3 separate regions of the Mus musculus genome follow, and all the other regions are linked to region 3. The links are chromatin contacts, called in public capture Hi-C maps. All regions are on one chromosome and are shown on one strand. Each heading gives the region's core, a stretch centred on a gene start, on an enhancer-like site or on the middle of the called end of the contact. The rest is flanking DNA. Distances are from core to core; before and after follow the strand shown.

Evidence for each region. Capture Hi-C pulls out chosen DNA fragments and counts their contacts.
Region 1: a capture Hi-C map of embryonic tail shows a contact between it and region 3, with 4 times the contacts expected there. The contact joins two enhancer-like sites. A contact is called at or near these places in 16 of 484 Hi-C or Micro-C datasets (adipose-derived mesenchymal stem cells, cortical neurons, embryonic fibroblasts and 4 more), 14 of 115 datasets of contacts at active chromatin or transcription factors (bone marrow-derived macrophages, craniofacial prominence, embryonic forebrain and 6 more) and 3 of 9 other capture datasets (embryonic stem cells, embryonic tail and embryonic trunk).
Region 2: a capture Hi-C map of embryonic trunk shows a contact between it and region 3, with 7 times the contacts expected there. The contact joins two enhancer-like sites. A contact is called at or near these places in 1 of 15 datasets of contacts at CTCF or cohesin (the NIH/3T3 cell line), 6 of 115 datasets of contacts at active chromatin or transcription factors (embryonic basal ganglia, embryonic stem cells, extraembryonic endoderm stem cells and 2 more) and 3 of 9 other capture datasets (embryonic stem cells, embryonic tail and embryonic trunk).

Annotation. Positions count from the first base shown.
Region 1 is chr10:120,549,832-120,554,793 of GRCm38.p6, forward strand. No RefSeq gene overlaps it. Among named protein-coding and RNA genes, the nearest start is that of Gm34952, 24 kb to the left of the region's middle. RefSeq lists an enhancer at 2,127-3,766. Within about 2 kb of position 2,205, at least 93 of the 459 cell types and tissues checked have an H3K27ac peak or open chromatin away from gene starts, as enhancers often do. A contact at or near this core is called in bone marrow-derived macrophages, embryonic limb bud, embryonic tail and 1 more, where this site is marked.
Region 2 is chr10:120,644,721-120,649,670 of GRCm38.p6, forward strand. No RefSeq gene overlaps it. Among named protein-coding and RNA genes, the nearest start is that of 4930471E19Rik, 11 kb to the left of the region's middle. RefSeq lists an enhancer at 1,323-4,735. Within about 2 kb of position 1,676, at least 86 of the 459 cell types and tissues checked have an H3K27ac peak or open chromatin away from gene starts, as enhancers often do. A contact at or near this core is called in embryonic tail, where this site is marked.
Region 3 is chr10:120,243,943-120,248,964 of GRCm38.p6, forward strand. No RefSeq gene overlaps it. Among named protein-coding and RNA genes, the nearest start is that of Llph, 19 kb to the left of the region's middle. Within about 2 kb of position 3,644, at least 39 of the 459 cell types and tissues checked have an H3K27ac peak or open chromatin away from gene starts, as enhancers often do. A contact at or near this core is called in bone marrow-derived macrophages, embryonic limb bud, embryonic tail and 1 more, where this site is marked.

The sequences.
Region 1 (4,962 bases), core at 955-3,454, 300 kb after region 3:
CAACATCAAGCTGAAAAGGCCCAGTGCTCCTGATCTTTAATATACATGACATGGTTGAAGGCTTTCAGCATAGAGTAGTGGGGAGGGGGTGGGGGCTGGAGGCAGGAGACAGGGGGCTGATGCTATATAGCAGGCAGGAATCCTTCGTGACCAAGCCTTAGAGTTTGGTATAGACTATAAACCAGAGGTAGTCTGAACTTTACAAATCTGTCCTACTTGAAAAGTGTTGGTTTGACATAGGGAGAGATTTCCTTTGCAGGAAATTAGGTGGCAATTTAGAAAATAGTCCAAAATGAACAGAAAACCATGAAAGGGCACACAGGTTTACCCCCATTGGGACATTCTACTGAACCATGGTGCTTTCAAAGATTGGAACTTGTGGTTACAAAATACTAAATTAAAACTGCGTATTTCACACCCCAAACTGAGCGGAGGCGACCGTCTTCTTAGTGCACCCAAGGAGCATATGGAGAGAAGGGCAAAAGATGAAGAAGACACATGACCATCCACCTCAGCAAATTCTACTTCTGGGAACAAAAACAAGGGGCACAATTTCATACGAAAGTCAGGAGCCCACCTTATAAGAGCTGTTATTACAGCGTTATTTATCTATTAGTGAATGGGATATGAGTACTAACTCATCGCTTGGAGACTTGTGTACTTACTCAGAGACAAAATAAAGACCAATATTGCCTCAGAAGAGATACGTAGAAATCCATTGCTAGATGAAATAAATGGTCTTGACTATCAACCTCTTACAGGGGTCTTTTTTGTTCAGGAATACTGTCATGAACTGCTCTTCACTGTTCTGTGTTGCTGCTAAAAATTAAATTTTCCTAAAAATGTAAACTTATAACTTCTGTTCATACTTTAAATGAGATATAATTCTAATAACTTATTTTGCTGTTTTATTTTGGTTTTTTGTTTGTTTTTTTGTTTTGTTTTGGGTTTTCTGTTTGTTTGTTTGTTTGTTTGTTTGTTTGTTTGTTTGTTTTAGACAGGGTCTCTCTAGTTTTGTTCTGGAACTCAATATGTAACCCAAACTAGCCTTAAACTCATGATCTGCCTGACTCTGGCTCCTAGTGGCTGGGATGAAAGGCACATAGCACCATGTCCAGCTGGGATGATCCTAAGTTAGTCTTTTCTCTTTTGCTGCAACAACAACAACACAACAAAATACCCCAGGCTGGGTATTTTATAGAGAAATAAGGGTTATTTGACTAAAAGTTATGAAAACTGAAATCCCAAGATCAGGCAACTTCTTTGGTTTGGGCTCTGAGGAGCCTTAAGCTCGTCACCTCATGGACGGCTGAAAGGAAACGCACGTGGGAGAGGGAGCAGTTATATGATGACATAGGAAGCTAGACAAGATCAGGACCACAACTCATCTCGTCAGAACTAACCAGGGTTCCACAAGAACCACCTTAACCTAGCAGGTTTTGAGACTGGTGTCCCAAAGACCTAATTACCTCCAGGTAGGGTCTGCGTACCCCCATCCACATTGGTACCGTAAGGCCCAGGCACCACTGGACGACAAATCCTGTGTAAGGCAGAGCAGTTGATGTCTTCCACCTTTGAGCAATTCCTGTCCAGTTTGCTCTCTTGCTCACAGCTCAGACTTTCATACCAGAAGATCACCAATGATTCCTCAGAGTGAGGAAACATTGTTAGGGTGGAGAAAGCTGTGAGCCTGAGTTGTTTAGTGGCAGTCTCAGGGCTTCTGTGTTCTCCCTTGTATGTATAATATGTATCTTAGTGCTGCCGACTAAGTTTAACCTATTCCTTTTAAAGGACTCGAAGTTATGCTGAGACACGCCCCCTCCCCGTAACCCCCCCTCCCCCATCTTTTCTTGGAGTGTTTTACCTACAGAAAACCACAGCCAATCAAAATGCTGAACTGTGGAGCACAGCCTTAATATTTTTAAGTGTGTGAAAAAGAATGTTTAGAGAGCCTCATGCAAAAAGCTGTTTCGCTTGAACTCAACATCTCCAAACACACAGCCACAGTTAGTTATGCACCGGGAACACACCATCACCCTCCCCGAAATCTCACACTGTAGTTGATTATAAGTATAAATCAATACATGTACCCCGCAGATCGATGGCGAAGAGCCTTAACGATTCCCGCAAAGCCGCCTTTATAGAGTGGAGGAGAATACACAGCTGACAGGGAACCGCTGGGTTATGGCGACCACCCAGGTGGTGCCAGAAGTTGGAAGTAACCCTCCTCCCCCCTGCCCTCCATCAACGCAGCTCAGAACGAATTGGCTTTTCAGGAATGCTGAGAGAAAAGGAAAAGCCGGCCAAATCTTCCCGGCAGAAGTAGTTCCGATCCGGGGATTAGAGTCTGTCAATTAGGGGTGTCCGAATGGGACGGAGGGAAGAAAGAAGGAAGTGCTGCTTAAGTGTCAGGGGAGACTCTTATTTATTTTTATTTTGATTTGATTTTATTTTATTTTTAGGAGGGGGAGCAAGCGCTGGGAACGATTTTTCTTATTCTGCTTGGAAAGGAGTCAGTCCTGATCCAGATTTCCTTCCGGAAGAAACGAATCAAGGACCTTGCTGGCGGAGGGTTGGGAATGGGGGTGGGGGACAACCCTAGGTGGCCCGAGCGTGGTACGGCCTTGTCAGAGGCTATTGTACGGCTAGACCCAAGGCCGTTTCGGTACCCACGCAGCCACTTGCAGGACCGAGCGTGTCTGGATGAGCCAACTGGCCTCCCTCCGCGCCGAGCGCCCCAGCCGTCTGCTCTGCGCACGGGGTCAGGGGGCCCGCGCCGGCAGGGGCGCCTTTGAAGTCTCGGCAGCAGACTGGGTGGGAGATGGATGACCTAGGAGGGACAGGGACGAAGGGGCCCAGCCTGGTTCCCACGATCCGCGGCTCGAGGGGCCACCGCGCAATGCGGGCCGTTGCTGGGGCAGAATGAGAATGAGAGCACGTGGGTGATCTCGGAAAATGCGCGCGCGGGGATATGATCCCTAAATGTGAGCCAGGAGATTTAGCGCATGACGAACCCTAGGGAACGCACAGAAGGCGGCCACCACCGGGAGGGAGGAGGCTGTGACTCTAGGTAGCCTCGGTGAGAGTGAAGGTGGTGTACGTAAGAGGACCCGGAGTAGGATGGAGAGTGTCCTACTGGTTAGGGGGTGGGGTAGGTGTACGTCAGGAGAGGGGACCCGGCAGCGTGCGGGCTCCATGCTGCTGTGCAGATCGGTGTAGCCGTGGGTGCAAGCAGAGAAAAGGCGACCCCGACAGAGGCACGGGGCCCCTGGCCTGGACCGCTGGGCGGCGTCTGCGGAGCATCTGAGCTCAGCCTCCGGGAGCGGGGTTGGAGGGACTAGTTGCAGAGCAGCGACGCCAATGAAGTTGGTAACTTTTTCCCAAAGAGGAAAAAGAAACCGCCAAACAAGGGTCCCCTAGAAGGGTGGGAGCAGTGGCCCAGTTGCCGATAGACTCCACCCCCTCCAGACTCCGCCCCCCTCAGACTGAGGGGCGCCCGGCCTGCAGCCAATGGGCAAATCTACGTTAGGCGTGACTTTGTGGTTCGACCTGAGCCAGGCATGGAGCTGGCTGGTTTCACCTAGTCCAGACTTTGGGTCTGGAGAGAGCTGAAGGTGCTGACTGGCAAGTCAGGGAGCCTGCATCCTCCCGTGGCTTCCTCCAGCCTTTTTGGACATAGATCATAATCTGCCCAGAGACATGTTAGGTAGAGATTACATGCTAAAGGTTCTCCTGAGAGAGAAGAAGCAGTGTTCTCTCTTGCCCTAACTTACTTCTCAAGAGCTCCTCATGTAAGTTTACAAACACATCTGTTCAAAACGGTCAAATATTTGTTGACCTAGAAGTGAAAGTGACACAGAAGGGAAGAGATTCGGGATCTTGGAGGGACAGGATGAGATGAACAAGAAAGGGTTCTGAAGGTCGCCTAAATCATAGCCCCCTTACATTGTGTTTTCCTCTTCATGTTCAGGATGTGATCTTGGGGTGCAAGGTAATTTGGATTCCCTAAGTTATGGTGGTGAGGAACAGAGTATCGAAATGAAGGAAGAGAATAACGGAACAAGTTGCAATAGTAAAAACAAAAAGATGTTTAAGCGGATACATGGTAGGGGGACATTCACAAAGTCACTTTCTGTGGTCTTCAGACTCAACTCACATCCTTGCGTTTGTTGTGCTAGAACGCAGATCTGGATCCTGAGGTAGCTGCAGGTAAAGGTGGGTTGCTGGAGGTAGTGGTAGCCCTAAGGGACCCACCTGCTGTAAGTGTGCTGTGCTGGTGGGTGGCACTCTTGTTTAAAGGTGAGCTTTTGTTTAAAGTTCTGGGTTTGAATCCAAGACCTGGTGTAAATGGCTCTGTGTGTGTGTGTGTCTCTCTGTCTCCCTCCCTCCCATCCTCTCTCCCCCTTCTTTTCTCCTCTCAATTTCCAAATTAGTTCACATTTTTTCTTCCCTCTCACCATGTCTACTAACTTCTAATCTCTGAACAAAGGGAAGCACTGGCCAGCTGACTTTATTTGTTGTATATAAAAGCAAACAGTTGCTCATCAGACAGTCTGTCTCAAAATAACTTTATTTGATGAAAAACGGTTGATTTGTAGCAGCAAATATATCTTTTTTTAAAAAATATTTATTTATTTATTATATGTAAGTACACTGTAGCTGTCTTCAGACACACCAGAAGAGGGCGTCAGATCTTATTACAGATGGTTGTGAGCCACCATGTGGTTGCTGGGAATTGAACTCGGGACCTTTGGAAGAGCAGTCAGTGCTCTTAACCTCTGAGCCATCTCTCCAGCCCCAGCAAATATATCTTATCAAAGACACTATTGTCATTGAGTGTACTGGTGCCATGGGATTGGCTCAATGGGTAAAGTGCTTGAAGAAAAAGAAGAGAAAAGGAAAGAAGAGAAGAGAAAGGAAAGGAAAGGAAAGGAAAGGAAAGGAAAAGAAAAGAAAAGAAAA
Region 2 (4,950 bases), core at 426-2,925, 400 kb after region 3:
GTAACAATAACTATCCCACTGATGAATGAATAAGCTAATGTTACAAAAGAGGTGGTTTCTTAGTGGACTTAGTAATTATTTATCTCCCACATTTGCTATCTAGATAATTTAATCTTTACTGGAAAAAATATATATATAAAGATCTTCCTATAAAGCTATGCTTTTAAAAAGCCTTTCTCTTACTCTTGGTTGAAAAACTGTGTTGTATACTAATTCTAGATAAAGTGGTATTTGCTTTTCTTATAAAATCCTCACAGCAGCAGATTTGGAACAATTCTCTCACTGCTCAATACCAAGTAATCAGCCCTGAAATCATCCATACCCTTGCAGCACTACCCAGACTCAGTACAGTATGGCTATACATACTTATGTGCATCTGTGCATGTGATATGTGTGTATATATATATATATATATATATATATATATATATATATATATGTGTGTGTGTGTGTGTGTGTGTGTGTGTGTATAGACATATATACATAACCATATATATAACACATACAGATGCATAGATATAGATACAGATAGTTACACACACACACATATATATATACACATATATGTGTGTGTATAACAGCAAAACAGATATATGTAAAAATAATAATTAGAGGGGAAAGGCCATCAATTTAAGAGTGGGTGAGGGGGAGGCATGAAAGGAGTGGTGGAAAGAAAGGAGAGGGGCAAAGTATTGTAATTATATTTTAATTAAAATAAACATGAATGATTATGGGGAAAAGAAAAAGCTTTTGGAAAACTGGAGATAGGACATAGAGCGCTTGCTGACCATGTGTAAAACCCTGGGTTTGATCCCCAGCAGTGGGGTGAGGGAGGATTTTCAGCCCATACACCATACCCCTTGTCATTTACGTCTGCAGGATCTTTGTATAGGGCAGGCAAAGTGTGTTCCCCAAATTTACCATATGATTTGCTCTGGCCAATGGAATGCAAGAAGATGCTTGCTTGTGCCTCTGGTTTAAAGTGTCCCATTAGAGCAAGTCCCAGTCAGCCATTCACCCCAGAATGAGATAGATGAAGGCAACTTGAACATATTCATTGAGCAAGATGAAATCTCACTGCCTATATTCACATCCTCCCTGGAGGTAGGGAGGGGGGGGGGGGGAGAGAGAAAGAAAGATTCAGAAGGGAGAAAGAAAGAGACAGACAGACAGAGAAGAGACAGATGGGAGACAGAGAAAAATGAGAGACAGAGAGAGGGAGATAGACAGACAGACAGAGACAGAGATGGAGAGAGGGAGACAAAAAGAGACAGAGAGGGGGAGACACACACACGCACACACACAGAGAGAGAGAGAGAGAGAGACTATTTGCAGCCACAAGCAACTGAGAGTCAATGCCATTTGCCACCTAGAATTAGAATACTGAAAAAATTGACTAATAGCATTTCAAAGTGCATCATAATGGTTGCCCTCCTAGCTGGAACTGAAAATAGAAGAAACTTCTACCTTCCACTAAGCCAACCTCAGAGGGCATTTTGTGGCCCTTAAATTTTTTTCCTTGAAGGTAAGTACTCTTAAAAACCCCAAAGTGGGTCTTATTTCCTAAAGGAAGTATCATTTAAAATGCTGTTTTTAGGAAGACAAAGTGGCCACGCCCTGAAAATGCACAGGAGAAGAAGTGAGTCCTGTCTGAGCTGCACCACCTCCTCCTGGGTGAGCCACCGCAGTCTGGTAACCGGAATTTTCCAGTAGTAGCCTGGGCATGAGGAAGGGCAGTGTTCTGATCTTAGCGCTAGATTTTCCATTCTTTAGTACCAGAATAGAAAGAGGGTAGAAGTATTCTATTGATGAGTGGAAATGAGAACTTAAAAAGATATTTTTAAAACACTCCATGCAAATAAATAGAATAGTCTTTAAATCCATGGGAAGGAAAAAGAAAAAGCCGTAAGCCCCAGATCAAACCTAGTCGAAATGGTAAACTTTGGTAGGCCAGGGAGGCCATTCTGCAGACCAGCATATGGACACCTTGCTTTGATTAATAATAATGATGATAATAATAATAAACAACTAAGTGCTGAAGAGCACCGTTTTTTGGTTATATGAATAAGCCCTATGAAATCATAGTGAGCAGGACGCTTGTTGAGAGTTAACTGTGTCTAACTCGATTGCTCGAGTGCTATCCAGCCTTCAGCTTGCTCTCGGCAGCGTTAGCCTTGTCCACTGGTCTGAGAGCTGCTTCTGTAAGCAAGCGAGCGAGCAGAGCCAAGCTTCGCTCTCCCGTTGTGTCCAACAGTCTGTGGGCAGGAGCGGAGCCAGAGAAATGATTGCCCTCTTCAAGGCAAACTCCCGGGGAGGGGAATTCCTTTTGAGTTCTTTTTTTAAATTTCTTTTTCTTTTTCTTTTTTTTAACTCCTCTTTAAGAAAGATGATCTGTCTCAGTACCGTGTCTGGTGTTTTCCTGATCACTCTCCACAGCCGGCCTCTGCAGGCCGGCAATCTACTACAGCAATCTGCTTTGTTCCGCCCGGGAGTCCTGTCGTCTCTCAAGGCAGGGAGAATCACCAATGGCATCTCACTTCAACAAATTAGCCACAGTGTTTACACTGCAGGTCCTGGGGCTGGGCTCTCTGGTGTTTCCAGAAATTCCCAGGATTCTAATGTTTTTCCAAGTGGGAGGGTTTTGATGCTATGCATTTGATTTCTCTGGCTTAGCAAACATGAATCCTTATGATCCTGCTGAGTGCTTAAACCCGGAGTCACAGAAACACACACCACACTACACACCATACACACACCACACACACACACATACATACAAACATACCACAACACATCAAACCATACACACACACACACCATACCACACACACACATACACTCACACCACAGTACACCACATACACACTCCCACACACAGAAAAAGAAAGAGACACACAGAGAGAGGATCATAAAGAAAGCGTGGTACAGGGAAGAACGTTTCTAAAAGTTAGGGTGAGATTGGGTCCTAACCCTGCTTCAGGTAGGCTGGCTCTCACTTCCAGCTTGAAGTCTGCGGCGACGCGCAGGCTGGATGTCCCTCGCTCTTCCCTCGGCTTTAACATTCTCTACCTTTGGACCTCTAACTGGTAGCCAAATAGAAATGAATCTTCTTAAGGCAAGGCAGTAGGAAGTACTAGCACCCCAACAGAAGAATCTCATGAAACTCACGTTTCCTCAAGGATCCACCAACCCCCTGCCTCAGATTCCACACAAGGGAGTGGAGGATACAGCTATACAGAGGGTGCCACTGCTAGGTTTTATTAGTTGGTAGCGATCTTCTCATAGATCGAGCCCTATGTAGCTTGTAGTCTTAGCAGTTAGTTCCTATTTTAGGGCCAAGGGCAAGGCAATAAATAATTAAAAAAAAAAAATCACAGGAGTGAATACCGCCCCAAAGTTCCTTTTAAGGCCACAACAGTCAATGTATAGGAGCAGCGAGCAGATTAATTTTTCAAAAGCCGATCTGCTCAGTGTCTAATTACATCTGTCACTTTCACTGACCCCACTCCAGGCCTGATAGGGTCTCTCTCTCTCTCCCTCTCCCTCTCCTTCTCTGAAGTCACATAGCCGAGTTTTCGGATCAATTTCAAGCCGATCTGTGTATTTTCTGTGTGACATGTCTCTTTCACGTGACAGTTCAAGATTACCCAGAGAAACACTCAAACCCCTCTAGACCACAGCCCTGCAGAGCAGAGACCACACAGGCCCTTTCTTTTCTCTTCTCCCTGGGGTCTTCTGTTGAATTCCCAGCCATCTCTCAAGGCCATACTCCAGGCGTTCCTCCTCCAGGAAGACTTTCTCAATCCCTTTCCGATCAGACCTAATCCCTCCATGCCTTCTACTCCCCAAGGGCTTTGTACCTTTATTATTTTAGCACTTACTTAACCAGGGTCTGTCTTACATTACAGTTGTTTCGTGCGCACGTCTCTCCTGTGGCATTCTGAGTTTCCAGCGGGTAGAAACATGGTTTATTTTCTTTTCTGCTGTGTGCAGCATTCTGCAAGATGATTTGCACACAGTGGGAACTTAAGAGTGTCCCATGAATTGTGGGGGCAATCTCACTTGTTCCTCTGTTTTCCCATGTTAGCAAGAGGCTTTTTTCCCCCCAATGGAATAAAACACTTGACATTGTTGGATTCCCTATAAATGCATTAAACATGGCAAAAAATAGTAAGGAAGAAACCAATTAGTCCTGTCGTTTGTTCAATGCACTGTTAAAATATATTCAGGGCATTTCATCAATGTCAAGAATGAAATTTGCCAGAGGATTCCTTTGGAAGTAAATGCGCCTTTCATTCGCCCAGTGAATTCATTCATAACAGGTCTGTGCATGCTTTAATTTGAAAGGAATGCATACTTTTAATGAAACACTCAGAGTATTTAATTAATCATCTACAAAAAGCCATAAAAGACATGAAAAGCCATCTTTTCACGTATGTGACCGCTTCCCAGTATAATAAACTTCTCTAACTTCAAGGCTGAGCTACTGTAATTCCTGTTACAATATTTTGTATTTGTCCATTTTACCATCCCCAGGCCTTTCTGCCTCTTGTTTGTTTGTGTGTGTGTGTGTGTGTGTGTGTGTGTGGTGTTGTGTGTGGTGTGTGTGTGGTGTGTGTGTGTCTGTCTGTCTCGTTTGATCAATGAAACCAAATTAAAGACTACTCAAATGATTTTGATCTGACCCTTTCTGCTCTTCTCTGCTTCCCCTGTACTTGATGGCATCTCTCACATGTACTTCCTTTTAAAAATATTTGTTTAAGTGTTTGTGTGTGTGTGTGTGAGAGAGAGAGAGATCACACACCTGAGTGTGTTGTGTACCACATGTGTGTAGATTCCCATGTAGGCCAGATGATGGTATTGAATACCCTGGAACTAGAATTATAGGTGATTTTGAGTACTCATTGACTGAGAACTGTACTGACTGAGAGCACAGTACCTAGGTTTCCT
Region 3 (5,022 bases), core at 2,394-4,893:
GACCAAGGCAACTCTTATAAGGACAACATTTAATTGGGGCTGGCTTACAGGTTCAGAGGTTCAGTCCAATATCATCGAAGCAGGAACATGGCAGCATCTAGGCAGACATGGTTCAGGAGCTGAGAGTTCTACATCTTCATCTAAAGGCTGCTAGAAGAATACTGACTTCCGGGCAGCTAGGATGAGGGTCTTAAGGCCCACACCCACAGTGACACGCCTACTCCAACAAGGTTTCACCTACTCCAACAAGGCCACACCCACTCCAACAAAGCCACACCTCCAAATAGTGCCACTCCCTGAGTCAAGCATATTCAACCCACCACAGTTATAGAGCCATCACCGCTGTGGATTTCCACAGCCTTTTCTTCCTCTGAAAGAGAAACTGAACTCATTAACACTCCATCCCCCTTCACTCCCCACCCCTTCTCTTGCCTGTCACCTACTTACTCTCTCTGAATCTGCTTATCAGAGGGTAAGTGTCCTGTGTGCCTGCGCCTGCCTTCTCTCACTTAGCACATGCTTCAAAAAATCCATCCTCCTACTGGTAGCAGGGAAGGACATCATTGCTTCTCAACACCAAATGTTACACCAAACACCAAACTCCCCTGCGTGTGTCCACGACGGTTGCTTTGTCCCTCTGTCAGTTGATGGGTGCTTTGATTGTTCCCCCAAGCGTATCTTGAGAAGCCTTGTGTCGGCTAATCTGAGGGCCCCAAAATTCTCCCAATGTCTACCCCTCGTCAGCTTCAAAGTCATTTGCTGAGTGATGAACGGTGGGAGGGAACAGGGGTCCCGAGACACAAAGCGTGCGTTCCCAGACTCTCTGGGTGTGGTTCAGATCCTTGTGGGTGCTTTAAAAATTATTCTTGGTAAATTATTGCAGTGCCATAGACTTCAGATGTTTGAGTAGCTGATTTCAACTGCTACATATTGGGGTTGCATGTGGAAGGTAGGTGATACAATGTGTTCAAAGACACCGGGTGCCATTCGTATGCCATCTCTTTTGCTATTTGATGGCTTAGCTTCTGGATGTTTGAAAGGTGGCATATTTGACGTCTTTGGCAGTAAATTTTCATTTTCCTCAAAAAGGGTGGCATTGTGTGATTCGGTATATCTTACATCAGAACCAGAGAAAGAATGCACATGTTTAAAGAACTCGGTGCATATCTGTCACTCCTTATGCCATTCTCTGCCTCTTCCAACACCAGCCAACAAAATAGGATCATACCCGCGCTTTCGCTTAGGACCTTACAAATTGGCTAGTCTATTGCTTCCAGCTTTGCAACCTGCCTGCTCTTTTTAAAATATATTTGATACTAGAATATTTGAAATAGTATCTCCCTTAAAACCATGGAGATCGTAATTATGCCTGCTCACTGCTGATATAAGTTATAACACATATGTATCAATTTATATCAACTGTTGATGTTTAAGAACACTCTCCAGGGGCAGAGTATGAAGTTTTATTCTCTCAGTACCCTCTCTCCATATGCCTGTTCTAGTTGGCATCTTGTGTTTAAGGTTCAACACATTTTCATGTGTGCTTATTGTAGTATCTTAATTCCCGGAGATTTACAAAGCACACATGCAACCTTAACGCTGCCCTTCAATCTCACGAGTTTGTTTTATAACCTCGATAGTTATTTCTAGTTGCAATTCTGTTTCCTTTCTAAATGTGTTAATAAAATGCTTGCATTCGAGTTGGCTGGGCTCCAGAACCGGATCCGATCCCACTTCAAGGGAGCGGTAAAGCCTGGGACACTACAGGACTTGGAGCTCTTCGGATGCAGCCTTACCTCTCAAGTGAGGAAACTCATGGTTCCTTATAGAGTTAAATTAAGGTCAGACCTGGTTTCCGACACGAAGTTCAGATGTATTGGCAGGTCCCCATGCTTGCATTTATTATACTGTAATTTGGGGCTTAAAGAGCTATATGCAGTCCATCCCCAACATCTGGATAGTGTTTATAACGATCACATTTGATCCTAATGTAATTTTGTTGGGGAATTCACTAGAATTCCTCTGTTGGCTACATTACAACTAGACATGAGATCTGCTAAAATATTACCAAAAGTGAATGAATATCCACAGAGACTCCAAAACATAGCTCCATTTCAACCTTCCTATCTTTCCCCAGCCTCTGGCTGCTAACCCATCATCTCATCTCTCTGGGCCTTCTTGCCTCCATTGATAAAATGAGAGCGACCCCTTCAGCAGCGGCCAATGTTTGTCCAGGGTTGTTGTTGTTGTTTGTTTGTTTGTTTTTTCCTTAAAGAGCAGAGGAGGCAAAAAAACAAAACAAAACAAAACAAAACAAAAACAAAAACAAAAAAACAAAAAACAGCCACCTTTCAAAGGTAGTGACAGCGCATGCGCAGCCACAAGGGGACCATCACAGACCTTGCTGATGGGGGTTGGCATGAGCTTGATGGAGATTTTTCTCCCCTTCATTTTCATTTTGATTTAGGCGCTATTCCTTGGGGTCAGGAAGAAGTTATTTGGGAAGTCGAGCCAAAGGATTGGGTTTAAACCGCCTGCCCCATCAATGGAAGCCTCAGATGAATCAAGTCTAACCTTCTAAGGGCTGTAAAGGGAGCCTTTAATTATATGAGATTGGCAAGGGGGACCTTTGGGACGCTCAGCGAGGCAGCAGCAGGACCTCCCAGCCCTGCCCGCAGCGGGGAGATTATTAGCATATTTTATGTACCCTTCCCATGAAATAATCTTAACATTCAAAAAGAGACAGATGGGAAGAAAGAAAGACAGATAGGAAGGACAGAGACTCTAACGGTCTTTAGAGAGGGGAAATTATTTCATTAAAAGTAAAGAGCATATGCTCTTCTGATGCATAGCATGTGCAAGCCTATGCAAATTAGCAAATAGCGGTGCACTCTGAGTAATTTTCATTTCCTTCCCAGCCTGTGACGAGGAATATTCCTTTTAATCAGATTAGATGACATCCTCCTCAAACTTGTGGGGGTTTCAACTTAATTTACCATGCTAAGTAGTTAGGATAATTTGAAATAAAGCAATCAGTGGGCTGAAAAGAATGAAGCCAAACCTTATTTCTGTCTTTATGATGAGGGGCTTCCTGGCTGCCTGAGCCCCACAGGGCTTCTCTCTTGTCCTCTCCTCTCCCTGAACCCCCAGTACCCCAACCTCAGCTGCGTCTCCAATGACCAGTTGCCTTCTTTGATGGCACCTACTTGAATCTGTTTCCCATCGTTGGAGCTTGTCTGAAATGCTGCATTCCACCAGGCCTGCCCGAGACCTTTGGAATTTATGGCCCTGCCTCCAGAAGTGATGGAAAGTTGAATTCACACTCCTTAAAAACCATTTCCCCCAGAGAGGGTCCTACACTGCTGAAGGGATCTTTGCCGTGGCCTGCAGGGACCTCCAGATACAACAGCAACATTCCTTCTCGAGACCTGGATGCAACAGGCGTTTGCAGGAAGGCAACAGCAGGAGAGACCTACCTGAAGGACTCAGCCGTTTATCAGTGATGTGCAGACAGGAGCAGTGTCAGCCTTTGGAAGGACCCAGAAGTCTGTTTGGAGGCATTTCTCACAGTCCTGTAGGCCACGGTCCCTTCTCCCCACAACCCCCTAATTCTCTATTGTCTTGAAGTCAGCAGGGAGTCTGGGCGGTAATACCTGTAAATGCCCCACAGATGGCAGTAAAGGGTCTTGAGGAAGCAATTACTAAAACTGCATCAAGTTTCAGTTTGGACTAGAAGCAGCTAGTTGGCTTCTTCTTTCACAGCCCTCTGTTTTATGGGTGGTAGGGGGAAGGGGAAGGTTTTAATTGCTTAAACTAATTCCCTACAAAGTATTAGCAGATGAGATGTAAATATCAGCCATATTTAAACTGCTAGGGATGCCCTAGCCACCAAGACATAGAAGAGGGAAATTTAACGGTGCACTTTCAAGTATTAAAGCAGAATTCACTTTCTTCCTCTTTTTTCTCTTCCCCCCCCCCCTTCTTCTTCTTCTTCTTCTTCTTCTTCTTCTTCTTCTTCTTCTTCTTCTTCTTCTTCTTCTTCTTCTTCTTCTTCTTCTTCTTCTTCTTCTTCTTCTTCTCCCTCTCCTCCTCCTCCTTCCTCCTTCTCCTCCTCTCCCCTTCCCTGTCTTCTTCCTCCTCCTCCTCTTTCTCCTTCCTCCTTCTCCTCTTCCTTCTCCTCCCCTTCTCCTCTTCCCCCTCTTCCCCCTCCTCCTTCTCTTCCTCCTGACACCGCCATACAGGGTTTGCAGTGGGTTCTGGTTACCAAAGCTCAGGTCCTCTTGCTTCCAATCTTGACACTTTACCTGCTGAGATAGTTCCTTTCTATTTAACATGCAAAAGTACACATGATGAACTCAGATACATATGACGTTTCTCTCCTTCCATACCAAACCCTGACCACTTTCTCATATACGATCAACTACAGGTTCTTGAATGTTCTTTTATAAATAGTTTGGACTTTTATAAATGAGTTCTTTTTTTTTCCCCCCCTTCCAATTGGAAGTGGTTGACAATGGTTCCTTGTTTGTTTGTTTGTTTTGAAGAGTTGTTTTTTATGTGTGTTGGTGTTTTTCCTGCACGGGTGTCTGTGTAGTCCAAGAATCAAATGCCTGCAGAGGCCAGAAGAGGGCATCAGAATCGCTGGATCTGGAGTTACGGGTGGTTGCGTGCACAGTGTGGGTGCTGGGAATTGAATCTGGGTCTCTGCAAGAGGAGGCAGTGGGCTGACATCCTGAGTCAGCTCTCTCCCCCCCCCCCCCCATAATGTTTCTTAAACTGAAGTAAGTAACTGCAGCCGCCTCAGACCTGGGAATACTTGCTATGGAACACACCATGGCTTTATTTAATTGAAATCAAGTGGTTTAACTTAAATGTAGGTGAGTGAGACCAACCTTACAGAGATTATCTCTAAGTGTAGCCAGCTTTCAAAAAAAAAACTTCTTTATAAACAAACGCCCCACACCTGGATCAACATATGGCCTCCCAGAGAGACTTAATTATCAGGTACAATTTTCAAAAATT